Linked DNA regions of Gossypium hirsutum: region 2 is linked to region 1. A link is a contact called in public Hi-C data. All regions are on one chromosome and are shown on one strand. The core of a region is the stretch at or near the end of the contact, and the rest is flanking DNA. Distances in the headings are between cores, read along the strand shown.

What was found. A called contact is a pair of places that touch in the nucleus more often than the background predicts.
Region 2: a Hi-C map of leaf shows a contact between it and region 1, with 2.2 times the contacts expected there. The contact joins the promoter of LOC107886468 here to the promoter of LOC107886463 in region 1. A contact is called at or near these places in 4 of 34 Hi-C or Micro-C datasets (leaf and petal).

The regions. Positions count from the first base shown.
Region 1 is chrA03:92,243,192-92,245,891 of Gossypium_hirsutum_v2.1, reverse strand. It overlaps LOC107886463 (meiosis-specific protein ASY1), which reads left to right and starts at 1,424. Exons shown (of 23, transcript XR_005916284.1): 1 at 1,424-1,615; 2 at 1,723-1,779; 3 at 2,383-2,479; 4 at 2,575-2,643.
Region 2 is chrA03:92,454,113-92,456,812 of Gossypium_hirsutum_v2.1, reverse strand. LOC107886468 (ELMO domain-containing protein A) reads left to right here and starts at 1,381. Exons shown (of 9, transcript XM_016810436.2): 1 at 1,381-2,520.

The DNA.
Region 1 (2,700 bases), core at 175-2,674:
AAATTGTATTAATAATTATGTTAAAATATGATTAAATTATTTATTATGATTTTTATTAATTTATATTTTAATAATAATTATATTAAGAATATTATTAAATTATATATTATTTTATTAAATTATATTTAATAATAATTGTGTTAAAATATGATTAAATTATTTACTTTTTATTAAATTATATTTAATAATAATCTTATTAAAATTTAATAACAATAACAATAATCATTTATCTAAAAAAATTTTACTAAAGGTATTCTGGTCATTTAAATATTTTTCCTTATACTATTACAACATCTATTCCATTCCAACCAAATATAAAAATATTGTTACAGCTCTATTCAATTCCATTGAACCAAATAATTAAATTACTGATTACAGTTCTGTTCTATTACAACTTTATTCCATTACATTTCTATTCCATTATACCCTTATTCTATTCACCCCAACCAAACGTAGAGTTAATGTATTGAATTTATGTACTATATATAACTTTTATTTATGTAATGCATGATATATATACGACAATAATTTATGATCATAAATTCTTTCTTTAGGATAATAAGGATGATAATTATATATATTTTTATGAATTTCTTGAGGTTAACATTATTTTATTTATTCACTTATGCATTGCAAACCTTGTGTTTATCCTTATGTATTATTTTATAACATTGTTTGTGTATTATCTTATGCATCTTTATGTACATTCCTGCATTACTTTTGTATCTTATCATGTGTATTATTTTTATATATTATTTTATAACATTTATGCATAATTTTGACAAAAAAAACACTTATTATTTATGTAATAAAAAAATTGTAATTGACTAAAATTTAATAAAAAAATTTAACGGTACTACTAATTATTAAAAATTTATATCACCATTCTAATTAGAATAAAATATTCAAATTAACTAATGATATTGTAAAATTTGATATACTAAATTATATTAAAATTAAAATATATAAATTAAATCTCGAATTTGAGTGAAATATAATCATAAATTGAAATTTAATTATTTTTATAATTTTAAAAAATAGAGAAATTAGAATTAGAATTTACTCGCTTGTTAAAAAAAAAGGATAAACAATGGATTAAGCCTTCATTTTATTTGAAAATGGAAAATGGAGGTTCATGAGCAAGCTCGCGACGGTGCTCAGCGGACGTCTAGTTTTCATGTAACTGTCTCTCATTGGCAGAGCGGGTACGGTGCTTCAACGGACTCCAAGTCCCGGCAACCAGTGCTTAGTTGATGATGTATTGGCCAAGCTGAAGCTGCCACGTCAGCATTCCAAGACCAAAACGCCCTTAATGTTCATGTAAAATAACAATTTCATCCCTCATCACCACACTTTACAGTTCAAACACACCATCTGCATTTTTAATTTAGCCGTGCTTAAAATTTAAATTTCATGTACCGACCTTCTATAAATAGCGACTCCCTAACTCTCCAAGCTCATTTCTCTCCCGCCATTACTTACTTTCTCTCTCTCTCTCTCTAATTTGATTCAAACTTCCAAGCCAAACACTCTAGTTTTCTCTGAAAATTTCTCTTTATCCTCGCTTTCTGCCATTTGAGTTCTTAGCTCTCTCAATCAAAATTCTACAACAATGGTGGGCTTTAAAATCAAAGCATTTCCTATCCATAATCACGATTTCACGTTTTCTTTGTATTTCTCTACTCCAATCTCGTTATAACTTGTACCGCTTTATCTTGTCAGGTTGTTGCGCAGAAGGTTAAAGAAGCGGAGATCACCGAGCAAGATTCTCTCCTTCTGGTAAAACACTTCCACTATCCAGTTCTAGCTCGTTTCTTTGATTCCCCTGGCATTGATTTGATGTCTCAACACAGCGTTAAGTTTGCTTGTTTGCTGTTCTATACTTAGTCGCTACATAAATTTTTGCTCTGTTTTTTTCCTGTTTGATCGTAATATAGTTCCTTCTTTTATCTTCAAAAATTTGAGTGCATCGATAAACTCAATCTGATAAATGCAACGTAGGCAGAAGCCAAAATCTCTGTTCTCGTTTTTTGCTGAAATTTAACTTCTCTAGGAAACTTGGATATTAAAGGCTTTTTATGTACCAATAGTCTGCAGATCTGAACATTTTAATTTTGCTTTGTCGCTTCGATGAAAATTTTTCTCATAGCTGGTAATGCCTGCCGTTAAATTTTTTTTCAGTACTGATTCCTTATAGTTCATCGCAACTTCGCGAGAAAATTGCTCTGTTTTTCTGTTTCTCTCGTGAATTTTGCTGCACAATGGACCCGAGTTCTTATTTTTATTATCATAGTTAGACCTAGAAGCTTTTGGAATTGAAGCTTTGATTATAAATATATTTAACTTGATCTCATCTTTGTGTATTGATTTTTCTCCTGACAGACGAGGAACTTGCTTCGTATTGCTATTTTCAATATTAGCTATATCAGAGGCCTTTTTCCAGAAAATTATTTCAACGATAAATCCGTCCCTGCTTTAGGTAAGCTTCATCTTCTAAGACTTTCACAAATTTCATTTTAAAATTTCCAAAACCTCTTTGGCTAATTTCTTCAAAATCGTAACAAATATCATTAGAGATGAAGATCAAGAAGCTGATGCCGTTGGATGCAGAGTCTCGTAGACTGATTGATTGGATGGAGAAAGGCAAGTTGTTTTCCATTGATTCTTCACTTCTTTTTCCTGTTTTCATCGTTGTCGCAT
Region 2 (2,700 bases), core at 132-2,631, 210 kb before region 1:
TTGGCATAATACATGTGTAAATTATTGGCATAACATTTTATTAAGCTAAAATTTTTTTAATTTATTTTCACTTAAATTAAAAAATAAACACACTTGAGAAAAGGGTTTCTTATTTGTGTAAAAAAATATATTTTAAAATCTAAGTAAAAATAATTTAAATCTGGTTGTTTGTTTTTTAACCTAATAAAATGTTATGTCAACAATTTATATATGACTTAACGGAAAATTGTGCTGCATAGATAACATTTTTAGTGAAATGTGAAAATTGAAACAAAATTAAAGTTTGATGAATACAAATACACCAAATTAAAAATTATGTATAACATTGTAAATTGTGTCAAAGTTTTTTTTATATTTTTGGTATTTATCCATAACTAAAAACTATTATGTTATAAAAGAAATTAGACCAACATAATATAGAGTAAAAATTTTACCACACGCATATGCATGTAGAAACTATATACTTAGAGCACATATATTAGTTTAAAAATAGCATAAAATAAATAATAAAATGTATCGTTTGAAACTAATTAATAATACATAAAATATATACAATATTAAAATAAAAATAGATTAAATTGAATAAAATAAAATTTAAACACGTATATGTCATATTAAGAATACCAAATGTACTACAATTGGTTTATTATGATGTTGTCATCAATCTTGAGTTGATATCAACTTATGATACCAACTCAATCAATAATATTATCAATACTAAAAATTCTATTACAAGCATATGCGTGTGAGAATTTATATATTTAAAACATAAATGTAAATCAAGTATACATAATACAATTAAAATGTAATTATTATATTAAAATAAAGCTTTGGTTTAGTGGTAAAGTTAATATTTCATTTATGTAAATAGCATGAGTTTAAATAGAACCACATTAAAATTTCTAATTGTTTTTAAAGTAAAAGACTAAAATACCCTCGAATAATATAATTAATCTTTATTTACATAAGGCCAATTATAGTATAGATATACAATTCATAGAGGTAATAAGATATGCATAATACAATTAAAATGTAAATATTATATTAAAATCAAATTTTGATTTAGTGATAAAGTTAATATTTTATTAATGTAAATAACATGAATTCAAATTCTTTTTATGATTTTTTTAAATTAAAAAAATAAACTAATCTCGAATAATTTAACTTATTTTTTAATTACGAAAAAGAAACTTTGTGATTTTACTAATCCATTTATACCAACTCAGTTATGGGTTAATTATAGTATAGAAAATTGAAAAAATAATCATGAAATGTGCTAAAATTCATTTCCTTTTACCGAGCAGAAATTGCGTCCCATGTATTTAATAAAAGCAGCAATTCAAGCAGTTAATGCGTATAATATGTTGAAATTCGTTAAGTTTCACTTTTGTTTCTCATTTTATTTGAAAGAAATTAATAATTAGTTAAACAACACAATCATCATCTAAATATTTAACTAAAATGATGGATACCTAAAACTAAAAAATGACCCACTTTCTTTAATTGATTACTGAATTAACATTAACTAATTCGAACTTTTACGAGTTAAATGCGAAGAAGCAGGTAAATCCCGACATTGCCATTGTACTGTAGCAGTAGCCAAGTGAGGCGAGGCGTAGGGCACAGCGTGGGTGACATCCATGATTCGTGTTGGTGTATTGCCCTGCAGCCTCTAAAAGGCTCAAAAGAAAAACAACACCACCAAAGCCAAACCTTCCTTTCATTTGATTTGCCTTTTGCTCAATATCAGCCATATAAAGCCACGTGGCAGTTATATCAAATCGTAAATTCAGAGCACCCATCAATAAAAGACATCACACTGCAAGTTAATTGAGCTTCCAAATACATGAAGCTGCAATAACTTTCATGATTCGTCCCACTTCACATACTCACGCGTTACGTCTACTCCCTTCCACCTTCAGTACTCCAATGATTAGATGTGTGATACTCAATCTCTGAAAGGAGAGTGGGACTTGAGTTTTTTTAATGTTGAAAAAGCTTCGCCGACTTATATCAGAGCATGGTCGGGAGTGTTTTGTAGGAGGACCTGCCATGTGGATTCAAATATGCCGCTTTTGACTTCTTGCCTTCATCAAGCGATGCATACAACAACTCCATAGATAAGAGTTAAAACCTTAAAAAAGAGATATCTCTTTTATCTTTCTAAAACTCTACTTTACCCTTATCTTTAATATCTTTATTATTAATTAATATTATATATTGTTCATTTTTCTCAACAACTAATGATGAAAAAATCAGGGTAGTTTTGACTTTTTCTTATTTATCCCACTACCTCACTCACTCGCATAAGAATCCTGAGGCCAACAGCAACAGCAGCACCTTTCTCTTTCTCTCTCGTTGTTTTCTGTATAATAATAAGATTGAGAAGCCGATTAAAAGACGTTTTGTGAGATTAGAGAATGAGTAGTGTAGTTAGGAATCAAGGAAGCTGCGTTGCGATCCGCTCTCTCTCTCCTTCCTCTTCCATTAACCGTTGCTCTCACGCCTCTGCTTCTTCAGGTATATCTCCCTCGATCTCTGTAATTCCATGCTCTTTTCTTTTTTGTAAATTCAAATTATATATGTTTTTGCACCGATTTTTACTTCCTTATTGTTCGCACCAGTTGTGTAGATTATATAGTTGTCGATTTTCTTTAACTCTGTATAATCCGTTTCTTTCTTTCTTCTTTTACAATAGAA